Linked DNA regions of Sus scrofa: region 2 is linked to region 1. Evidence: chromatin contacts called from public HiChIP or PLAC-seq data. All regions are on one chromosome and are shown on one strand. The core of a region is the stretch at or near the end of the contact, and the rest is flanking DNA. Distances in the headings are between cores, read along the strand shown. Region 1 has its middle 20 kb from the start of IER5L. Region 2 has its middle 24 kb from the start of NTMT1.

Evidence for each region. HiChIP or PLAC-seq counts read pairs in DNA pulled down with a chosen protein or histone mark.
Region 2: a contact with region 1 is called in an H3K27ac HiChIP or PLAC-seq map of alveolar macrophages. The contact joins two enhancer-like sites. A contact is called at or near these places in 1 of 47 Hi-C or Micro-C datasets (subcutaneous adipose tissue) and 2 of 2 datasets of contacts at active chromatin or transcription factors (alveolar macrophages and skeletal muscle).

Annotation. Positions count from the first base shown.
Region 1 is chr1:269,473,869-269,477,865 of Sscrofa11.1, forward strand. No RefSeq gene overlaps it. Among named protein-coding and RNA genes, the nearest start is that of IER5L, 20 kb to the left of the region's middle. Within about 2 kb of position 1,928, at least 66 of the 83 cell types and tissues checked have an H3K27ac peak or open chromatin away from gene starts, as enhancers often do. A contact at or near this core is called in alveolar macrophages, where this site is marked.
Region 2 is chr1:269,793,607-269,797,328 of Sscrofa11.1, forward strand. No RefSeq gene overlaps it. Among named protein-coding and RNA genes, the nearest start is that of NTMT1, 24 kb to the right of the region's middle. Within about 2 kb of position 1,600, at least 10 of the 83 cell types and tissues checked have an H3K27ac peak or open chromatin away from gene starts, as enhancers often do. A contact at or near this core is called in alveolar macrophages, where this site is marked.

The DNA of each region.
Region 1 (3,997 bases), core at 678-3,177:
TGTTCCATCTCATTAGCTAGAACTGGTTTGCATGGCCACCTCCAACGGCAAGAGAGGCTGGGACAATGGAGTTTTACAGTTTCGCTCATCTCCACAGTAGAAGGAAAGGGAGAGGAATCGGAAGCCCTTTGGGGCCGCCAACCCACAGCTTTGGCCAAAGGCCTGCATAAGCCTCTAGGAGCGAAGAGTTTGGTGAATTCCGGGGCAAGGAGTGGGCAGGGCTCAGACTAAGGACAGTGGACTGCATCTGGAGGGCCACAGGGAGCCCCAGATGGCTTTTCAGGAGAGGTGATATGGTCATATTTGCACGGAAGCTCTGCTATTTAAACTGAGCACCTGTGATGGGCCGCTGCAGGAGACACATTCCATGCTCACCCTGGAGACCTGACGAGGGCGTCCTCAGGGCTCAGATTAAACGCCACCTCCTCAGAGAAGGGCCTCAGGCTCACAGCTCTCTCCTTTGTGCGCCTCCCGCACTGGCAGCTGTCCCCCCACTTGGCACCCAATGCCAGCCCGCAGATGGCTCCTGGCTGTCCCACAGCGTTGCACTGGGGCACAGCATGGAAAGTGACTCACATCAGCACCTCTCCTGCTTGTAAAATGCTGGTTTCATATCCATCAGCTTTGGTTTTTTTGCTAGAACTATCCTACGAGGGGAGTGTACGGTGCCCTTCTTTCATTGATGGGGAAACAGGCTCAGGCAGGCGAAGACCTTTGCTGAACAAGGGCTGGGCTCTGTCACATTGAGGGAGCACCCTGGGCGTGAGATGTTTTTGTCCCTGGAACTCTTGCTCACACCACTGTGTGCAAGGCTGGGTGAGAGCTGCGTGTGTGTGTGTGTGTGTGTGTGTGTGTGTGTGTCTGTTTGTCTGTCTGTTGGGGTTGGGGTGTCTAGAAGACACATAAGACCCAGGCCCTGTCCTTGGGGAGTTTAACATCTGAGGCTACATCCTTGTACCAGTGGCCTCTGACTTGCCATGTGCCTTCGGGCAAGTCCCTGAACCTCTCTGGGCAAATTTCTCCTTGGGAATAATGAAGGCATTTGCAGGAATGGTTCTAGATTTTCCCAGTCCACCCATCAAATTCACTCCTTGGATTTCAAAGATGCCAGTCCATTTGTTCACACTCTGTTTGCATCTGTCTTTAGCTCAGAAAATAGTCACTATCACCTTCCCCACCCCCTCTGCTGTTTTAGCCTCACGCTACACTCTTTTGTACCCAGTACAAATAATTATTTGTGCGATTAAACGTCCCCTGTCTCCGTGCTTGGCCAGCAAAGATGGGGACCACGTCTGTCTTCATCTCTGTCTTCCCAAGGGCTCAGGGCCTAGCACAAAATAGCTGCTCACGAAATAGAGCAACTGTTATGATGATGACGGTGGTGGTAGGGTCCATAACGATGAAGACGGCGACGAAAAACAGACGCCAGCAGAGACAGCTGCAGGAGTGAAGTGACCCCCAGGCAGCCCGCAAAGCCCTCAGCCCCTCCCTGCTCCTGGGCCGCGGAGGCTTCCTATAGAGACCGCCGAGACACCTCAGTTCCCAGGCCGCACACCGCGGGGGAGAACTACAGTCCCCAGAAGGCCGTGAGGGGCGGTGCCGCCGGCGCTCGCTCCTCCCGGGCCCGCCCCGGGGTCGGGCATCATGGGAGTTGTAGTTCAGCTCCGCGGCCCCGGGCGCGCCTCCGCTGGAGCATGCGTGCACGGAGCAGCCGGCGCCCTAGGGGTTAGCGGTTGGTGGGGGAGTGCATCCCCCATTCCCCCGCGGGGTGTGCAGCTGCGGAAGGCCCTTTGAATTAACCCTCACGCGCCGAGGACCCTGGATAGCTAGGTCGCGTTCTTCCAGGAGCCCTTTAAGGGGCGTGGCTGGGCGCCTGCCCTATCCCTGACTCACCCACTCTTTTCACAAACATCAGCCCCCAGCCGCATCCGATCCCGCGCTTTAAAACCCGTGATCTTATTGAAACATTTCCAGACTCCATTGCCCAAGCATTGTCAACGCTGTGTCTGGTCCTTTGGGGTCAGAGTGGGCATGAGGCGGGATCGCAGACATTCAGCCATCATTAAGACATGAGAGGACCCCATCTGAGTCGTGGGGAGGGTGCCCCAGGGGTACAGGCGGCGGTACAGTGGCCCCAGGTTCAGGCAAAGCTTCCAGAGGACGGTGATATTCAGGCTGGGCTGGGGTTGGCCAGATCAGGAGCAGGGAAAGGTGTTCCAGTTGGAGGCAACAGCATAAGGGAGGGCCCTGGGGCTAAGAGGCCAGGGTGAGAGGTGGTGAGTTGAGTGGGGACATCTGAAGAACCTGGAACCACGATGAGGCAGGTTCATTTGATCTCAGATGGATGTATGACTGTTTCTTAGGCAGAATGGCTGGCCTAAGTTTGACCGGGGGTCAGTGGCAGAGCCTGGACCCAATCCAGGGGCACTGGTTCCAGGTCCTGGCTTGTTCCGCGGCAGGGTTGCAGCAGGAGCTGGTCTGGTTCTGTCCTGGAGCTGTTCCAGGAGCCGGGCCCGAGATGGGGGATTGTGGCTTGGGGGTGGGGGAGGCTCAGCACCCGACTTACTGGGAAGGGAAACTGAGACTTTCAGCAAATCTTGCTGAATGAGCTTCTGTATGAGATCCAAGAAAAGCCTTCTCCTTCTCAGACTCTCCAACTGTTAGGAACCAGCCCTGGGAAATAGGGGAGGGTCATTTTCACACCCTCCCCCCATCCAGATGTGGCAGAAGCAGGGAGGATTCAGGCCAGATGTTGGGGGGTCCGCGGGCCCAGCGAGTTGCGTGGGGTGGGTGGGTGGGCACGGCTGTGTTTGGAGCTCTCCTGTTGAAAATGAGCCTTAACTGGGTTGCTGCTCCGGTTTTCTCTGCTCTGGCACTGTGGCCAAGAGACCCTAGGGACATGCTCTGGGGCTCTGGTCACATCTGAAGAGAGAGGCAGGAAGCCCGGGCCTCAGTTCTAATGGCACCTGGGTTTTACTTCCAGGATAACCTTGGTGTGTTGCTCTCAGCCTGCTTCCTGTCCTTGGAACCCAGGCTTCCTATTGGGCACCTCAGGCTCCCAGGCTGTAGAGGAGTGTTCTGGACACTTGAGAAAGCCTAGCAGGAAGGAGGCCTCTGTGACCTCATCAGGAACGTTGGGCATCGTCTCGGTATGGACACGTCCCCCAGATCAGAGGCCCGGCTGGCTGTGGTTTTTCTTTGATTAATAAAAAATGGGGAAGCAAATCAATTACCCTTCGCAAATGCAATTCAGACGGCAGGAAAAAAATCTCTCTTGAGGCTTGGGGGCCTCTTCTTGAAAAGATTGGAACACACAGAAAGTGTTGGCCAGAGACATCCCCCCTACCAAGTCTGGTGGGAATAGCGCATGTGTGCTTGAATAGGAGAGGAGACTGAGGATTTAGGTTAAAAATTTACGAAGTTCCCACTGTGGCTCAGAGGTTAAGAACCTGGCATTGGCGTTCCAGTTGAGGCCCAGTGGTAATGAACCTGACTAGTATCCATGAGGATGTGTGTTTGATCCCTGGCCTCGCTCAGTGGGTTAGGGATCTGGCATTGCCGCGAGCTGTGATGCAGGTCACAGATGCGGTTGGGATCCCGAGTGGCTGTGGCTCTGGCAGAGGCCAGTGGCTACAGCTCCGATTTGACCCCTAGCCTGGGAACTTCCATATGCCACAGGTGGGGCCCTAAAATGGACAAAAAAAAAAAAAAATAAATAAAAGAAAAAAAAGAAAAAGAACTTGGCATTATCTCCGTGAGGATGCAGGTTTGATCCCTGGCTTCCATCAGTGGGTTGAGCATCTGGTGTTGCCACAAGCTTCGGCATAGGTTGCAGCTGCATTTCCGACTTAAACCCTAGCCTGGGAACTTCCAGATGCTGCAGATGGGTCATCAAACAACAACAAACCAGGATATGTGTGGCCATGAGGGGGGCATTTGTCCCTCAGAAGCCCGTCCCCCGTGGGACCCTAAGACTTCTGGGTAGTGGGAACTGTCT
Region 2 (3,722 bases), core at 350-2,849, 320 kb after region 1:
CACATCAAAGTTAACGCAGATTTCTCAAAAATCTCACTCATCCCTCCTCCATTTTAAATCCGCTGCTAGATCGTGTTTATGGTTAATAAAGAAGCACATCTATTATTTCATCACAAATGTGGTTTTAAAAAATATTTGATAGCTGTATTTCAAGTTAATTGGCTTCCAGTGTAATCCTATGTATTTGCTATGCATTTCCAAACAAGACCGGGTGTGGAGGTGTCACCAAATGCCACCATGACATGGCACAGAAGATGTCAGGACTCCCCCTGTAGGGGAAAAAAAAAAAAAAAAAAAAATATATATATATATATATATATATATAGGATTTTGGATACAGGGCCAGGAGCCCAACCTGGAAGCCTGCGGGGGATCTAGCAGGGACCCGGCTGGTAGGTGACTGGTGTCCAGGTGGGGCTGGGTGGGAAAACAATGGGGCTCTCTGCTTGTCTGGGCCTCTCTCCCTGAGCAGTGGTGCCTCAAGCCTGGACTAGATGGATTGAGTAGGAAAGTGAACCCAGGAAGAGCTCCTCAGCAGAGACCCCCAGTGGGAGGCAGCCAGCACCCAAGGGAGATGCTGGAGAAATGCTGATGAGGCCACATTGCTGGGCTCCTGCAGGGCCAGGCAAAAGCCTATCCCACCCCAGGCCCTCCTGCCTGTTCCTAAGCATCAGGACACCCCAGGAGCCAGAATCTTTGGCAGGGCCACCTCAGCTTCCCCCTGCCCTGGAAAGATCTTCTTTTCACACTGATTCTGTCCCAGTTTGTGAAGGAGGCCAGAGGCTGCCTCCATGTCCACCCCACCTTGGTTCTCTAGAACCCTCCCTGAGCTGTCCCTACCCCTCTTTCTCTTCCCAGTGGCACAGCCCCCTGCCCCATCCAGGAGGTGGCCTTGCTGAGGTCCCTCCATCAGGCCAGGCTCGGTTCTGGAGGCCACAGCCCAGGCCCCAAGCCAGCCCAAGGAGGGCAGCCCATACTCAGGGATGCCCAGTCCATTTATGGAGATGAGCAAATGCAGTCTGGTCAGCAGATCATTCGGCAGCCATTTAGCAGGCACCACAGAGAAGTAGAAACCTGTCAGATCTGGAGCCAGATGGCCCTAGGTTCAAATCTCTGCTCTGCCACTCCCCAGCCAGGTGGCCCTGGGCAGCAGATTTGACAGTGTCCCTACCTTGAATGTTATTGTGAGGGTTAAATGAATGACTGCAAAGTAAAGTCATAAACACATGTCAAGATTTCCTTTGTGGCACAGTGGGTTAAGGAGCTGGCATTGTCACTGCCGCAGCTTGGGTTCCTGCTGTGATGTGGATTTGATCCCTGGCCTGGAAACTTCCACAAGCCATGGGAAAAACAACAACAACAACAAAAAAAATCCACCTTTATTATTATCATTATTATTATTGTTATAAGCCAGGAGATGGGCACTGTGACACCTGCTGCTAGGTCTCTTTTTTCCTCTTCCATAAGAATAACACGCCCCATTCTTAGCTGGGCCCATAGCCATCCATCCCAGAGACTACATTTCCCAGCATCCCTTGCAGCTAGATATGGCCACGTGACCCAGTTCTGACCAATGAGATATTGGCAAAGTGCTTGGGATCAATTTCTGATGAGAGTTCCTTTAAAGGACTGAGGGGGACTGCTTCCTTTCTTCTCCTTTCTGGGATTAGAGTGTGAGCATGGAGGCAGGAGCGGGAGCAGCTGCTGTATACTCGGAGGTTGCCACTGCCTGTTGAGGATGGCACAGCAACTAGGCAGTAGGAGCCCGAGTCCACAGTGGCCATGAACTCTCATACCAGCCCTGACTTCCAGTATTTACTTCCATAAGGAATAGAAACCATGGTTATTTGAAGTCTGCTCTTTGTGAAGCACAGCAGTGAGGAAGACCCACCATCCCTGCTTCCTGGGACCTCCGATGAGAGTTGGGGAGGACCTGTACCATGTCAACAAAGAAGGAAATAATTGCAGTTGTGAAAAGAGCTACACAGGAAGTGAAACGAGGGGATGGAGAACAATATGGGGAACGGAGGAAGCGTTGATTGACTGGAGGACAGTCCCGGAGGGCCTCTGGGAGGAGGCAACAGTCAAGCTGAGATCAGAAATGGGAGGAGCAGAGGAGAGGAAAAGAAATGAAGCTGCGAGTTCCACTGTGGCTCAGCAGTAATGAACCCGACTGGTATCCATGAGGGCGCAGGTTTGATCCCTGGCCTTGCTCAGCGGGTTGGGGATCCAGCATTGCTGAGAGTGAGCTGCGGTGAAGGTCGCAGATGAGGCTTGGATCTGACATTGCTGTGGCTCTGGTGTAGGCTGGCAGCTGTAGCTGCGAGTTGACCCCTAGCCTGGGAACTTCCATATGCTGAGGGTGTGGCCCTACAAAAAAAGCAAAAAAAAAAAAAAAAAAAAAAAAAAAACCCAAAAAACAAAAAACAAGATGACGCTGGACTCCACCCTGCCAGGAGCACAAGCCAGGGGTGGAGTCAGGTGGTCCCTAGCCTGGCCCTGCCTCCTTCCAGCTATAGGACCCCAGCAAGCCGTTTCTCCCTCTGAGTCAAAGTGCTCAGCAAGTACCTGACACATAGTAGGCGTTCAAAGATGGCTGGAAACAGGTGCAAGAATGAGGTGGGAGAGTTGTGTTCTGGAAGTCTCCCCAGTAGAGGGAACATTTACATTAAGTCCCAGGATGTAGGAGTTTGACCAAGGCAGTGGGAAGAAAGTTCTAGAAGACTGGATCACAGGCCCTTGCTACTCGCCATCCACTTGGAGGCTACTCGTCGTCCCACCTGTCACACCTCCTCAGAGCCTCTTCCGTTTTCTCTGTTTCCACCTCTGGCCAGTCCATTCCAAGGGGCGTCTGAAATCCAGGCTGGGATTTTCTTCCAACCCCAGCTTACTGGCGCCTGCTTCTTTTGGTAGCACCCCTTGAGGTCCTGCAACCAGGCAGTGGGGACCTTCTGGGCTGGATTCTGTGGGTTCCCAGGTCCTGCAAGGCCTTGCACAACCAGGGCCCTGCCCAGACCCCTTGCTGCCCCCGGCCTCTGCCACACGGCCTCCTCCTCCCTCCTCCTCTCTCTCCTACTTACACAATCCAGCCCACCCACTGTGCCCTCTGTACCGCACTCTGCCTCCCCCACACACCTACTCTGGCCCTTGCTTTCAATCATCCATGCCACTTCCTCCAGGAAGCCTTCCCTGATGTCTGGCTTAGTGCCTTGTCTCTGAACTGTCTGTAGTTGCACATCATAGCCTGTCTGTACAGGTCTATTTGCTCCGTGTCTGTTTCCCTCACTAAATGGTACACTATCCTGTCCACAGAGGGAGCCACAGCACTAAGCACAGAGCTGGCACAGAGTACGTGCTCAGCAAACATTTATTAAAGGGAGGAAATAGCAGCATTAGTCAAAACCTTCAGGAAAGATGAGAAGAGAGAGGAGAAGCCTCCTGCCCTGGGAGAAAGCCCCTCATTCCTTCTCCCCTCTCCCCTCTGCTGGTTTGACTCAGCAGAGCCAATTGGGGGGAGGGGGGCATGGTGGTAGGGGGCTGCAGACAGAATGCCCAGTGCCCTGGGGAGGCAGAAAGCAGGAAGGGGAGGTCGAAGCTCACATCTGCTTTGGCCCACCCAGGCTGCAGCTGCTGTGGCGGCAGCAACACATCCACCCTACAGCCCCTTCTGCCTCCTGGGGAAGCACAGGAGGGCCCCCTTTCAGAGCTGCCCTTGGATCTGT